3 separate regions of the Mus musculus genome follow, and regions 2 and 3 are each linked to region 1. The links are chromatin contacts, called in public Hi-C maps. All regions are on one chromosome and are shown on one strand. Each heading gives the region's core, a stretch centred on a gene start, on an enhancer-like site or on the middle of the called end of the contact. The rest is flanking DNA. Distances are from core to core; before and after follow the strand shown.

Region 1 (5,099 bases), core at 1,467-3,966:
CATAAGAAACCATCTAATGCAGCCATGACTTTGTTTTCTGCTCCAAATTTAGACTTAATTTTCCTCTAACAGTCCTCAGGTATAAACTATGAGCTATAAAAGGCTAGTGGGAAACTGAGAGGCCATGCTTGGTCCTGGTAATAAGAAAAGTACAAATTAACGTAATCTGAGAGCTTGCTCCACTTTTAAATTGAGGAGGGGCAGGGAGGGAAAAGAAAAAGAGATGACTGATTAATTTTGGCAGTTTAGTTTAAAATCACAAAAAGGCAACTACAGTAATTTTAGCCCATGGAAACATTCAGCTATGGTTAAAAGTACTTACTTTAAGAATGTTGAAGTTTTGTGCTATCGATAACACAATACAAATAACTGGGACTGAATTCTATAGACCTGAATACTATACATGCATTAATATTCGTGCTGTATATAATTGATGCCATGGGAAGATGTATGTTGCCAACGTGTGACATGGAACAGGCTAAACTCTGAAGGGATACACACAACATGGTGACCAATGTCTTATTAACTGTTTGTTTGCTTTAAAAAAAAAAAAAAAAGACTGCCAGCAAGATTTTGCTGAAAGGACCCTGATATAGTTGTCTCATGTGAGGCTATGCCAGTGCCAGGCAAATACAGAAGTGGATGCTCACAGTCATCTATTGGATGGAACACAGGGCCCCCAGTGGAGGAGCTAGAGAAAGTACCCAAGGAGCTGAAGGGGTCTGCAACCCTATAGGTGGAACAACAATATGAACTAACCAGTACCCCCAGAGCTCGTGTCTCTAGCTGCATATGTAGCAGAAGATGGCCTAGTCGGCCATCATTGGGAAGAGAGGCCCCTTGGTCTTGCAAACGTTATATGCCCCAGTACAGGGGAATGCCAGGGCCAAGAAGTGGGAGTGGGTGGGTAGGGGAGGAGGGGGGGTATAGGGGACTTCTGGGATAGCATTTGAAATATAAATGAAGAAAATATCTAATTTAAAAAAAAGATCATGATAACAGCAATTCTCTCTATTCTCAAAAATGTCTACACTGTATTGTCTTGATAGCATTAAACATTTCTAAGCACCACACAAAGCACACTGGGTGCACTGGTAGCTTCTTTAGTGGGAGTCATCTGAGGGGTGGATTGCACAGTCTTCCAATTCACACCGCTAGAATGATTTCTACGCCTTCCTTAAAAGGCCATTAGTAGGAGGCTCGGTGGCCCATTTGCTTTTGAGTGATGAGCAAACCAAAAACACAGAGGAGCATGCAAATTATTTAGCCGGCTCTTCCCAAAGGCCTAAGGCCAGATGTGGAGGTGACACACATGTAGGTGAGAATTTTAGTTTTCATCAGAAGACGTGAAGTCATGTTGCACTCACCTAAGTGGTTCACTGGGTCAGACCCAAGCAGATTCATTGCTATTATTGAGAGACACGAACAGTTTTATGGTTTCTGAGAAGAATCGGGTAAAACGTGGTAGTGCCTTACTGCCTCGTGATGACAAAACCAGGTGAACTCAGCTCATCTGGCCGAGTGACACCTGGGGGGTTGGCACTCTTGTTGGATGGCTTACGGCCTTTCAAATGTTCTAATTTCTGAGGTCTGGAAATCATCAGTGCACGTTAAAAGAAACGTTCACAAGGTTGAAATTACAGGAGAGTCGTTACCTGAAGGCTGTAGAGGAGACGCGTTAAATTCTGTATTGCTTGTATAATCTGGGGGTATAAGAAAGATTACATGTGTCAAGTTCTTGAAAAACTTCCTTAGCCACGACTTGAGAAAGGATGCTATATGTTTAAAGCATGCGTAGCTCACCTCTGACTGTGAAGAACCGGAGAAACTTCTATATTCCACCTAAAACACATAAAAACACGAGAAAATGAACAGCCACCCGACGTTTGGAAGCTATCAAGTATTCCTGATCTATGGGCTTCCCTGTCTCAACTCCATCACCTCGGCTACAGTAACCATCTCCTCCCAGGCTGGAGAATTAAGCAGCCATTTGACAATACAGGTCTCACTCGTTCAAACTCAGAGGTGTGTGACAACTCTTACCCAACCATCCCTTACCATGGCATAGATGATGGTAAAGAAACGCCAGGGGAGGTTGTTGCACCTGGCTCTCTGGGGGCTACAGGACAGCACAGGGACTCTAGCTCCCCGATATCAACGTTGGAGAATCATGATACCCAAGTAGCCGGTGGTTAGAGAGAGACGGCCCAAGGGAAGCGCTTAGTTGGTGTCTCCAGATCCCACCTCAATTCATCACCAGCCAGCTCCAAACCCATGAGTGAAGCCAGAGGATGCTGGCCATCTTGTCCTTGGGGATGGATGGGGCCTCAGACTTTGTCTCTTTCACACCAGGGAACATCGGGGAATATGTACATGCGGAGAGCTCTAGTTCCCAAAATTGCATTAAGCATTTGTTTATGTGCCGTATGGCTTCTCCCATTAGTAAACCAATTTATGTATTGAATATTATATCTGCAAACCTAAGGCTGGTGTTTCACATTGTAAGGGACACTCAACAAATAAATGAGTATAAGTTACACTTGCTCGCATTCTCTTTAATAAGTAGCCATGAATGCTACAAACTCCACATTTTGTGAACTAGGAAACCATTCATTTCCCTAGCCTCTAAGAGCCTACAGCCTCCTGGATGATGCTTGCTTCTGTCTGAGCACACGTCATGTTCAGCCCTAAACAAAGTCAACCATGTTGCTTCAAGGAGGCTGGGAGCTTAAGCTGCTGGTGAGCGAGCCCCATTTCCTTTGCCTTCATACTGTCACTACAGACTTTGTTGCTAATCAGTCCATTAACAGGGAAGGGACAAAGGTAGAATAGAGAGAAGCATGTCGGTACTTTAGAACTCTGCCCAAATGTACGGAATATACTCTGGTTTGGTGGTTAAGTTCTTGCGTTTCCTATGAGCCCTTCTTGGCCCATCCACTGCTTTAGTGGAAAAACAAAAAACAAAAACAAAAAACCATGATATTTCCAAATTTTATATTCTACCAAGAAGCAAACATGTAGAAATGGGTTGGATTGTGCGACATTTGGTTACTGCTCGAACCTCTGGGTTTGGGAAGACAGAAGAAAGTGTACATTGTCTTTTTAATGGACTTCATGCGCCACCTGGTGGTGGTACTGTATAACTACAGTTGATCCATGCGAGGAGAATTTCTACCCTTGGGTATTGTTTTTAATTCTTTCAGAATTTTGTTTTAATCTAATCTTTTAAAGGACGCTGACGCCAAGACATCACTATATACTTGCTTTATCTGTTTATTTCCATTCTCAAAAGGCCCCATCAAGTGTCAGAGTTTCCAGAGGTTAAAACCTGAACTCACTTCTCCACCTGTAACTGAGTCAGGAGTCAGAGTCAAGCCATTTTCTGTGCAGAACTAGGCTGCATCGACCAATTATCTTTCTTCCCAAACAACCTAGGAGCGATTGTAAGCTACTGGCTTCACGCTTCAAAGTGAAGATCACACGGAGAAGCGCAGACAAGCTAAGGCAAACTAGCTCAAAGCTTACAATCAGAGTAAGTAGAGTAAAATTCTGTATTCATAAATTAACTTGGGCCTCTGAGCTTTGCAAATGAATACTAAGTCAGAGCTGACTTTTCTGTGAAGTTCTGAGAGCCAGACTGGTTCTGTCCTATGCCACGTATCTGGAAAACATGTAACAGTAAGATGTTGCATCTGTAACATGTCGTAGTCCCACACTGGTGCGCATTAATACTTGGTAATGGAGCTAAATCAATGCTAGACAAAGTAAAAACCCTTGACCTGACTCCCCACCTCCCAGGAGCACCGAGCTCTTCCTCCCCTCTTATGAAATCACACACGTCAAGCTAATAGGAAGCTGTATGCATATAATTTCTACACAGAGAGGTCCAGCCTACATATATTAGGAATCAGAGAACATCGTAGCACGGGCAAAGGGTGGTTACGTGGATTCCAAGTCTGCGAGAGGAAGGTGGGATACAGGTGAAGAGCAGAGGATCACAGTAGAGAACAGAAGCAAGACGTCCCAAAGTGGAAATCAGTTCAGCTCACGGGCGCCATCTGGTGGTGAAGCGTCCCAGTGTCGGGTCACCTCTCAAACAGGGAGTTGCCAGAAGCAGTGAGAAAAGCAAAGGTTTGCAATGCAGAGAGTAGGCCGGAAGTCAGAGAGTGCAGACACACATATACACAGGAGGGTTGTCAAGCTTTTCGTTTTGGTTTTTAATAACGTCTCAGTTGATTTTCTTTTTAACATGATATATAAAAACCACGAACATTTAAAGAAGAAATAGTTTAGAAAGTTTCAATATAGATATTTAAATAAATCAGAAACAATTCAGAAAAAGGTATTTTCAATCCACTCATTGCCAGAGAGCTGAATCTACTTTGTATACAAAAGCAATAGGTTCTGGTTACTAGCAAGTTGGTTAACAATTAACAATACCTTCTCCCCTGCATCAGAGACTGCCAAGTCGGTTACCACACCCTGGAGCCCGGGATCCACATCCCAACAGCCTCTTCCTTCTGTCCCTTCTGTGACTAATGCTGGAAGCACGCCATTGAGACAGAAACAAAAAGGACAACATCAAACGTCAGCCGGCCAATTACATTCTTCTGCCCACAACTGAAGCACACTTCAAAAAAAGGAGTCATCACGAGATAATACATACTGAATGAACCTACAGGGGGCGCTAGAGATCGCAAGGAAGCCCGCAGTCCCTGCTCTCCCGGAGCTTACAGGCTAAGAGACACCAAGCAGCATCCTTTGCCACCTGCCATTTTAACTGCGCTTCTTTCTTGGGCTCATGTGTCCATGGGCTGTTTGTGGTACCGAGTCTACATCTCGCTTTCATTTAATAGGACAAAGCTGCCTGGGAAAGAAGTAATTTAAAACAGGTGCCCAGTGGAATTACAGCAAGGTCTCTTGGCAGACCCAGGTCCATAAAAGGCTCCCTCGAGGCCAGTACAAGAGCAGCAGCTGATGGACAAGGTTTAGAACGCAGGTCCAGAGGGCACTGATCTAAGAAGGCTGGAGGCAGCTAACACTTTATGGTCTCAGAGTCATAAAAACTGAGAGCCTGCCTCAGTTTCTCCTCATTTCCA
Region 2 (5,099 bases), core at 1,452-3,951, 630 kb before region 1:
CTGAGGTCGGCTAGCTTTCTGTCACTATAACAAAATACTCAAGATAACTAGGTTATAAAGATAAAAGTTTAATTTTGTCTCACAGTTTTGGAGCTTCCAGTCTGATTGCCTTGGTCTTGTGGTAAGGTAGTGCATCATCGAGGGAGGTGGGGGGAACACACAAAGAAGCGAAATTGCTCATTTTGTGGGCAAGAAGCAAGTTTAAGAAAAAAGAGGGAAAGGCGTGGGGTGTAAGAGTACATGCCCAGTAATCTAAAGATCATAAGGTCCCAGTTCTCAAATGTTCTATTAACTACAAAGAGTCTTTCCTTGGGGACCAAGGTAGTAGCTGTAGCCGTGGGGTTTTGGAAGACATTCCACATCCAAACTAAAACACCTCCTCAGTAGAAGACTAACAAGGGACAAAACAATACATGCACACCCTCATTTTAAGTTGCACAAAAGATTTCAAAGAATGAAGACCAAAGTGACAGGGAAAACCCTTGTGAAGACCAAAGTGACAGGGAAAACCCTTGTCTCCTTGTGAAGCCTGATGGAGAATTGGGCAGCTGAGCAGGCATGTAATTGGGTGAGAAGCATAGGGTGTAATGTGATTGGGTGAGAAGCATAGGGTGTCGTGTGATTGGGTGAGAAGCATAGGGTGTCATGTGATTGGGTGAGAAGCATAGGCTGTAATGTGATTGGGTGAGAAGCATAGGGTGCCATGTGATTGGGTGAGAAGTGTAGGGTGTAATGTGATTGGATGAGAAGCATAGGGTGTCATGTGATTGGGTGAGAAGCATAGGCTGTAATGTGATTGGGTGAGAAGAATAGGACGTAAGTGGGGATTAGTGCAACCTGCTTGTCTAGGCTCTTTCCTGCATCTTCATAGACAAAGATTTTTTTTTAATTTTTTTTTTTCGGGAAACAAGACGCACATCTTCCAAATGAAGTTCTCTTGACCTACTTTTGGGAAGAAGAGGGCTCTCGGCTGGCTGTGGTCTCCGTGTCTTTCTGCTGCTCTACTTCTCTAAGCTGGTGATGGACTCTTATCCCTCTGGAGCCAAAAGCTTAAGTCCGTTTTTCCTTCTGTAAGTTGCCTTGGTCATGGTGTTTTATCCCAGGAATAAAGAAGTTAACGATCCAGTCTCTCACTGGCTAGGCTTACACTGATTAGTCTGGGTTGACTGAGAGCCCAAGGTCCACTTGTCTCTACCTTCTCAGGGCCTAGACCACAAAGGCGAGCTACAAGGCCTGGCTTTTGACAGGGACAAACTCAGGTTTTCATGCTGGTAGGGCAAACACTTTCCCCACAGAGCCATCTCCCCATACCTAGACTAGAATTTTTTGATACTGGAAACAATCAATGACTGTATTTTCCTGTCAGGAGGTGTTGGGATGGAACAAAACCCCCATGTAGCATTTGGATCCTCAAAGGTTGATTGAATGCTTCTATCAGTGTAATAATAGTTCCAAACCTGGCTTCAATGCTTTCTTTTATTTGATATTCTTCCTTTAGTTCAGGCTGACCTGGAACTCACTTATGTAGCCTACCCAGGCTGGCTTCAAACACTTGGCACTTCTCCTGTCTCAGTCTCAGGAGTGCTGAAGACATAGATGCAAGCCACAACACCTGGTGCTTGCTTTGAAGCTAATGTCTAGACAAACAACATGAAGAGAAAAGGAAGCGTGCTCTAAATTTATGTTTGAAATCCCGTCTTCCTATTTGAGATGTTCTTAGAGTGCTCTCTGCAGTAAAGAGCTGCCTCCTTCCGTTGCTCCTCTCAAATCCTAGTCAATAGACAGTCTCAAGCCCTAACAGGCAAGCTCTGCCCCATCCAGGCCAGGTGCTCCAGCCCTCTCTACTCCTTGTTTCCTGTCCCTTTCAGTGTGAATCATACAGGGTCAGAGACCCTGAGCAGAGACCACTTACAGATTTTTTTTTCTTTTAAAGAGATGTGTCTAGTTCTGGGGCCAGACTGGCCTTGAACAGTGACTCTCTTGTTTCACCCCCCCCACAAAGCTCAAGTGGCAGCTATGTGTCACCCTGTCTACCTAAAATCCCACGTCTTTGTCTCCTGTAGGAGAAAGGGATGACATGAACACTCACTGCTGACCTATGTCTTCTTTTCACTTTAAGAAGCAGCTGTGGAGATTGGACCTTCATGACTTTTGTATCTTTAAAGCAATGTTGACTTCGTCCCCTTCAGTAGTTCTAGTGGACCAGGGAAGAACCTTTAATCTGGACAAGTAGAACTTGAACAGAAACCATCAAAAGCCAAGGGAAGCTAGGCTGGAGCATAGCAGACCAAGATGCCCAAAGGAGTCCCCGTGATTCAGGTCTGAGCCTGGACTCATTCCCACTCAATGGCACCTCCGAGGCTTGTGCACAGTAGTTCTCTGGGCCCAGGTCAGCCATTGGTGGTCACCTGTCCATGACCAATGGCCCCTTTGTTCCATGGTGAAGGGCTGACTGCTGAGCTGTGTCCAATGTCCTTTCCATGCCGAATACAAGCTCAGGTATTGCACTGAGACTCGGGGAAGAAGTTTAGGAGGGGAAAGGACATTTTAAAATGTGTGATTACTCTTGGCTATTGCTTTTTTTTTTTTTTTTTTTTTTTTGTGCCTCAGGGGACCAGAAAAACAAGTCCAACCAGTGTCAAACCCCAAGCGGTATGTGATTCTGTGTGTTCCTGTGGCAGGCTGGGTGTAATGAACTGCCAAGAACAGGCTATATTTGCAGGTGGCAGGCTCCCAAGGAAGGCCTCCTGATTACCCTGTGTCGGCCTCTTAACATGCCTAAGAAATATGTGACTGCCCCTTCCGCTCGGCTAATCTTCCCTGAAGGGTGTCCAGTGTTGAATCTGGAGACAGTTAGGTTAATTTTAGTGACTGTTGGCTTTCTGATCTGTGAACTCCCCGCCCCCCACGCCACCCTTTTTCTCTAATTTCATGGTCCAGTTTCCTAGTTCGCTTCCTCTTGTCTGTCTACTCTGTCAAACACAGTCTCAGATGACTGGCATTCTGTCTTCATCAAAGCTAAAGAGGGTTTTATGTTCACTGTGTTTTCTGGTTAAAAGTCACTGGGGTAAAGTGCCCCCCACCTCCACCACCAGTGGAATAGCTAGACACACAGTGTTTTCTTACTTGGAGACCAGGAAGAAACTGAACTGTGGGGGGCCCTCAAAGGTTTCAGGATAGGCATCATTAAAGGAATATAAATTTAGGATATAAAATCCAAGATGAATGGATACAAATTGTATGTTCTTTCTGACAGTGAGAATGCTTAGAAGCTTGCCTCAATAAAACTCCAATAAAATGCAGAGTATTTTCTAGCCATCCCCACTTTTATTTTCTCTGGAATCAGTGACCTGTAAGCTCCCTCATGACCCCTGGGTTGGAGGGACCCAAGGGCTGCAGGGGGGTGGTTCTTCTTCTCCCAAGAGGCTCTCCTGGGCCAATAAGCCTTTATTTCTGACCTTTTTTCACTGGCTCTAGTGGGCCATGAAAACCTAAATGCGGTGGCTTTCAGATGCCTGGGAAGCTGCAAGGCCTCCTGAATCAAATCCTGTAGGGGAGTTTTACTCCCAGATCTTCAGGTCATTGATCCCGAAATAACAGCCTCGAGTCATCTGTGGGAGTCGTTTCTCTTGAGAAGGAGAGGCAGCTGAATAGGATGCAGGGTGATGTCACTAGACAAGCTTTCTCTCAGGACAGGAAGCTCTCACTTCCAGTGTCTGGGAGACTTGAAAAAGGATCACCAATAGGCATGCAGATGATTATCTTGGTGGGAAAGTCTGAAAGACTAATCAATCAAATAAGTTACTAATTACCCAGAGGCTAACTGAAGCCTCCCTCTCCCCCTCCCCCTTTCCCCCTCCCCCTCTCCCCCTCCCCCTCTCCCCCCTCCCCCTCTCCCCCTCCCTCTCTCCCCCTCTCCCCCATCCCCCTCCCCCCCTCTCTGCATGCATATGGAGGTGCCTTAGGTTTCATTGCTGTGAAGGGACAACATGACCAAGGCCACTCTTATAAAGGACAACATTTAATTGGGGCTGGCTTACAGGTTAGAGGTTCAGTCCGTTATCATCCTGGCGGAAGCATGACAGCATCCAGGCAGACATGGTGCTAGAGGAGCTGAGAGTTCTACATCTTGATTTGCAGGCAGCAGAAGGAGATTATTTTTAATAGGCAGCCAGGACCACTCCCACAGTGACACACTTCATCCAACAAGGCCACACCTCCTAATAGTGCCTTTCCTTGTGGGCCAAGCATTCAAACATATGAGTCTATGGGGGAACCACAGGAGGTCAGAGGTCAGCCTCGAGCATCATTCCTCAGGAGCATCTGACTTGGTTTTCTGAGAAAGTCACTCAGTGGCCCGGAGCTCCTCAGGTAGGCCAAGCTGGCTCTGTTTCCAGTGCTGGGGTCCAAAGCATGCACTGATACCCCTGGCTTTTTATGTGGCTCCTGAGGTTGAGACTCAGGTCCTCCCACTTGGGTGGCAAGCACTTTATAGACTGAGTAATCTTACTGGGATTTTGGTCCCAGGATCTTATGGGCAATACATGGGTTTTAAACCAGAGAGCAGACAGTGCCCATTCTCTGGTGTCCTTCTGACTCCCCACGTGTTTCCATCTGACATGATCTGCATGGCAACACGGCATGACAGTGGCATGTGTGACAGCGGCTTGCCAGAAATACCGGCATGCAGAATAAGACTAATCGAAAATCCCTGAGCGCTCAGCCCACAGTGGGACGATTGGTCTGTCCGCCCCTAAGTGAGTCTGAAGGCCCACAGTAAGCAGGGAGTGGTTTCTGTAAGATTTGTCTAAATAAGAAAATTAAGTAGTCTTTTCTAATTAGGAAACTGATCTTTTACTTAAGCAATTCCCAGTGCCTAGCCTGGGAGTCAGCCAATACCTGGATTCTAGCCTTGACTCTGACAGTGTTTAGCTATACGGCCTTAAATGTGGACTTGGTACCTCCTCTTGCTGCGTTCCTGTGATGGTAGTGATGTCACTTGCCAGCTTATTCTGCAGGGTGATTGTAACAACCACAGAAGACGTTAAAATGTTTAGATGCAATAGCAACAATATGCCCATTGCATCATTTTTTTTTTT
Region 3 (5,099 bases), core at 761-3,260, 530 kb before region 1:
GAAGGACAAAGAGTCGATTCGATGCTTGGTATTGTATGAATGAATCCAAACCTTATCGTATCTAAAGCTTTTAGATTAATTGAATTTCGAGTTTTTAAAAGGACGTTGGTGGTGATGGTGCAACCAACCATGAGACACAGCTGTATTCTCACAGGTTATTAAGGGCACTTTGCTGGTGTGATGATAATTCAGATCGAAACACTGAGAATTACACAGGAACTGCTTCTCTGCCAGGGCGCTCAAGCCTTGGCTGCGTGCCACTTCTAGCTTATCTGAAATGTCACACCATCACTGCGACAGGAATCACTTTGCTCTTGTATATCCACTTTGGGGTTGGCCACAGGATTCTAAGAACGTCACTCACTTATTCTGTACCATCCTTCCTCCCAGACAGTAGAAGCATTTTTTTCTTCACATTTCAAAGAATTAAAAGACATAATGAGCTCTGTGCTGACAGCATTTAGGTCTGAAATGTCCTCAAAGGTCCATGCTTTGTCTGAGGGCAGCATGGGACTACTGGGAGGTGATAGAACCTTAGGAGGCGGAGCCTAGCAGGAGCGCTTCAGGTCATTGGTCCTCAGAGGCCTTGGTAGAGCTCCTGCCTCGTCCTCTCTCCTTCTGGACGTTGAAGCTCTTTTGTTCCACTCTCCCACATGCTGCCTCATTACCAAGGCTTAAAAGCCATATCTCCAAGTGGCTCTCGGGCTGAAACCTCAGAAACTGAGAGCCAAAAGAGGCCTCTTCTCTTCGGAAGCTGATCACCAAGGCGTTGGTCACGATGGGGGAACAGCTGATGAGCACATCTGTGGACAGCACAAGACAATTACAGTGGCGTCCGTGATTTCGTGGCGTGTACACGCCTGGCTTTGTTCTTACCCAGTATCTCAGTACCAGGAGTCTCAAACATCATGTGAATGGGTGCATACTCGCCCGGAGTGGGGTCTATATTGTTGCTTTAATTAGCTACTTTCTCCCTTTATGCAACTCCTCACAGGAGCATGGGCAGTAAAGCAAATGGAGCTCACATTTCTCCTCGCTCACTTGGCAGGAATTTCGTCTTGCCCCATGTGGACGGCATTTGCACAGCTGCTATACCCACCGAGCGATAAAAAACAACGCCAGCTCAAGGCTTGGCTAGACCTGTACTTTGTTTCAGCAAAATACCTTAGGAAGTAAGGGGTTAAGCCCTCCTTCTACTTCTATTGCCTCCTCCTTCTCTTGACTCCTCCCTCCTCTGCCTCAAGTAGAGCACTCCACCTAGTCAAGACTGTCTTTGATAATCGGCAATGCACTTTTTGATCATCCCAATCACAGATGCAACTGTTCTCGTGACTGGAGAGGCACTTAAATCAGAGCTGGGAGCCTCTGCCCTTACATCTGTCATGCTACTGCCAGTACAAGGAATTTTGCTATTCACATTAAAAAAAAAAATCAGTTTGTACTTTATAATACTCTGCACTTAAAGAACATGATTACTGCTAATTATCATTTAGAAAATTGTTTTTTTTTGCTTGATTAGAGATTTTTAGCAGTGTGTACTGAAATCTAGTGGGCCTTCATTATGTGTGTTACTTTGCAGTGGATACTGGCTTAAATATTAATATATGGAAATTCAGCTTCATCTGCTGTACCTTTTGATGTCAGCGGCATAATCAGTATAATTGGCTTAGATTGTTTTTCTCCTATTTGTATTTCATACCAGCTAATGTCATTAGTGGGCTAACTACTGAGTGGGGGATCTGCATTGTAGAGCTGCTTCCTGGGCGCATTATTACCATTGGTTTTGATTATTTTAACTCCCAGACACCCCAGGCAGGTCCTCAAGCTGTGCCATATTGTTTAAAGACCTGATCCTCCTGGCCCCCATTCAGAGAACAAGACTTTTCTGCGTCTGAAAGCCCATCAATGCTCTGATAAATGCTGATGCTTCTGGTTGGTCTGGGGCCAGCTTGCTTTTTATAGCATAAGGCAGAGGCTGCGTAGCCCAGGGCCTGTGTGCCCTGGCTCTGAATGGCTCTATGTAGCATGGCAGCCACTAGTGTCCACGAGGAAGCTGGAGCTTGGTCTGGATGTCCCCCGGAGGTCTGGCTGTGTAATTGGCTGGCATCTCAGAGCCTGGCATTAGGGTTTTGCCTCTTTAACCAGTCCCATGTAGCCTTTTTGCTGGTACAGCCATCATATCTCCCTCTACCCTTGAGGCTTGCAAATTTATCTTTTGTACTTTAAAAAAAAAATGATGGCTGGACCTACTTAGGGATTGGAATCTCACTTCCTTTTGGGTTTTGATTATATTCCAAAACCAACTGTAAAAGGAACCCCACATTAAAGTCTAAGTTTGGCTACAGTCGGCCACAGATTCTGCTAACCCTCCGGCTGGGGCACACATGCTTAGTTTTTGTTGGTGGTGGTTATGAAGTCATTTGTACTTGTATAGAGCTTGACTGTTAAGGCTGCAGGGGAACTTACCGAGCTTGTGTGCTGCATCTGCTTGTTTATAGATGAGAAAACAGAGGCTAGGAGTGGTGAATTCCAGCCGGGGTCACAAAGCTACTGAGAGGTAAAAAGATTCCCTTTGCCCAAGCAGGGTCCTTTACTTCTTAAGTGGTACCTTGTTTCCAGATGACATGCTATTGCAACATATTGCGCACACCAGCTAATCCCTCTGTGTGTGATTGACAGCTGTTATGTGCACACGTTGTCCAATGTGACTTGGGGGCCAAGAGTTTTTATAAGGGAAATGAGGGTACGAAAGAGGATATAATGAAAAGCATGTGTATGTGTCCACACACAATCCGCCTGTTAAGGGTGTTAGCAGGGTGATTGCTGCCTGAACGTGACTCACATAAGTCATTGGATTAGAGGGCTAGGTTGGACTAATTTAGAGACACAGAAGGAGTAGGGACCAGAAAGGTATAATAATAAATTTCTTATGAGGGATTAGCTGGTGGAGGCTTCGAGGCTCTGCTGTCTGGAGGTTGGAGAGCTGAAGGAGCGGCTGTTGTAGGTCTAGAACAAGCCTGGAGCGGCTGTTGTAGGTCTAGAACAAGCCTGAATGCTTGAGGACCAGGGAGCTGCTGGTGCCACTGCTGGTTTAAGTCCAAAGACCTAAAAATAAGAGTTCTGGTGTCGGGGGCAGAGAAGGTAGATGTCACAATGGAGGCAAATTTGCCTCCACAAATTAGATGACACTCCTTGACATTAGTGACAGCAGCTGTCTTTCCACCATGTACAGATTTAACTGCTAATGTCAGCCAGAAACAGGATCACATCACACTCGGAAATAGTGTGCTATCAGCAATGGCCATGGAACGTAACCTGGCCAAAGTCTTAGTGCTCCTTCTCCTGAGATGGCAGCTCTCGGCTTCTGTAGTTCTGGGGAAATGCTACTTTCTAGAGCTTATGGAAGCTGTCCTTGAGAGCATCCCTAGCCTATTTTCATAAATTTTTTTGCTGTCCAGTTGGAATCCATGACTTTGAAATGCTCCCTTCTTCCTTGAGAAAATGGAAGAGAGGAGAGGAACTGGGTAGCAATTTTTCTGTTCAAAAATTTCTCTTATGTTTTAGAACCTACCGGGATGTAATCCTAATGAATGCAGTCATTAGGTGATTTTTAATTATTAAAGGCACTTTGGAATTTTTAAATAAGAAGCCTCTAGGGTGAATATTTTAGACTATGTGACAGTAGTGTTAATAACCAGCAGTTCTTCTAACAGTTGGTTTAAGTTAATTTGGCTTCATCAAAGGAAACAAATAAAATTAATCCAGACAATATTTTACCACATATGTCTAGAAACAAGACTCTTAATCTTAAATAATCATTTCCTGATGTTTCCTCTCTGAGCCAACCCTCTCCTTATTTGAATTTGTCAGTTTATGATACAGAGAAGTGAGCTAGCGATTTTCTACTCGCAGTCATGTGAGGCCTGGTCTTCAGATTTGCCTTGGCCTGTGGTCATGGCACGACACCTTCCTGTCCAAGTCTCTTGAAAATGTCAGGCAAATGGGTCGTCTGGCAATGAGTCAACACTGGACATAGCCAGACATTTGGAGACTGGGTTTTCTGTCTCAGTTGCTAGGGAATTTTCCAATTGAGTAGCCTTGGACACATCACAGGCTACTTTAGTAAGATGGAAAGGACCAGAGAAGGACTGGGCCAGTGGCTCTAGACTTCTGGGTTTCACAAAACAATGGGATTTCTAGAATGATTTTGGAGACCAACATAGGATTATCAAGGTTGTTTTCCATGTAGTATTGTAAAAAAGTCCCAAATGTCAGCCCCCTGGGAGCATACTGAGCAGTGTGTGTGTGTGTGCTTAATCTTAAAATTCCATGAAGAAACACAATATGGTGACTACTGAGTCAAAATACCTCTTAAAGGTCCTTCTAGATGGATAACTGACTTAGTTTCAGGTTGGACTCTACCTTGACCCAAAGGCGTTTTTCTTCTTGGTTTGTTTTTTTGTCTTATGACTCTTGCCCTGTCGACTCCTTTTCTTCTCTCCCTCTCCTGCCTCCTCCCCTCTCTACCTTTAGTTTCCTCTCGCACTTGTCAGTTTCCAGAAAGTCTCAGAACAGCAGAAAGGCAACCGCTAGGCCCCCCCAAATGATTTGTGCTCACTGCTGGATTGGTGCTCCCGACATATTAGTGAGTGCTCGTTTATGCAAAATCTTTAACCATATGTTAAATAACATAATGGTATCTGTTTGGGGCCATCGAGGCAGCCGAGTGAGTAAAGACACTTGCTGCCAAGTCTTATGACCTGAGGGCAGTCCCTGGGGATACAGGTAAACCATCATTCTCACCCACTTTCACATGGAGATCTGAACCACGGATGTCTTCTTACATCCGTGTCGAATGCTTCACTTGCTGAACAGTCTTCGGGCCCTCAGTGCTTTTCCAATTAGTCACTCTTGCTATAGGAAATCAGAAAATAAAACGAAACCAGTTGGACAGAAAGCTCATCACTTAAGAGCTCTGGCTGCTCTCCCAGCGGAAGAGTCCCAGCACCTACAGAGCCTCTCACAACTGTCTACAACTCCAGTTCTAGGGCTGCCAACCCTCTTACAAAGCTACAGCAACAAGGCAAAACCCAACAACA

What was found. A called contact is a pair of places that touch in the nucleus more often than the background predicts.
Region 2: a contact with region 1 is called in a Hi-C map of the N1E-115 cell line, with 7 times the contacts expected there. The contact joins two enhancer-like sites. A contact is called at or near these places in 7 of 484 Hi-C or Micro-C datasets (the N1E-115 cell line, bone marrow-derived macrophages, cranial neural crest and 3 more), 2 of 115 datasets of contacts at active chromatin or transcription factors (embryonic basal ganglia and large pre-B cells) and 1 of 9 other capture datasets (embryonic stem cells).
Region 3: a Hi-C map of the N1E-115 cell line shows a contact between it and region 1, with 9 times the contacts expected there. The contact joins two enhancer-like sites. A contact is called at or near these places in 1 of 15 datasets of contacts at CTCF or cohesin (stem cell-derived epiblast-like cells), 15 of 484 Hi-C or Micro-C datasets (the 3T3-L1 cell line, the N1E-115 cell line, cerebellar granule neurons and 11 more) and 3 of 115 datasets of contacts at active chromatin or transcription factors (the NIH/3T3 cell line, embryonic basal ganglia and pancreatic cancer cells).

The regions. Positions count from the first base shown.
Region 1 is chr13:97,935,020-97,940,118 of GRCm38.p6, forward strand. It overlaps Arhgef28 (Rho guanine nucleotide exchange factor (GEF) 28), which reads right to left. Exons shown (of 36, transcript NM_012026.2): 31 at 4,441-4,541; 32 at 1,804-1,842; 33 at 1,656-1,703. Among named protein-coding and RNA genes, the nearest start is that of Gm34388, 44 kb to the left of the region's middle. Within about 2 kb of position 2,717, at least 10 of the 459 cell types and tissues checked have an H3K27ac peak or open chromatin away from gene starts, as enhancers often do. A contact at or near this core is called in the N1E-115 cell line, where this site is marked.
Region 2 is chr13:97,307,965-97,313,063 of GRCm38.p6, forward strand. No RefSeq gene overlaps it. Among named protein-coding and RNA genes, the nearest start is that of Gm33390, 11 kb to the left of the region's middle. Within about 2 kb of position 2,702, at least 52 of the 459 cell types and tissues checked have an H3K27ac peak or open chromatin away from gene starts, as enhancers often do. A contact at or near this core is called in the N1E-115 cell line, where this site is marked.
Region 3 is chr13:97,408,336-97,413,434 of GRCm38.p6, forward strand. No RefSeq gene overlaps it. Among named protein-coding and RNA genes, the nearest start is that of Lncenc1, 24 kb to the right of the region's middle. Within about 2 kb of position 2,011, at least 18 of the 459 cell types and tissues checked have an H3K27ac peak or open chromatin away from gene starts, as enhancers often do. A contact at or near this core is called in the N1E-115 cell line, where this site is marked.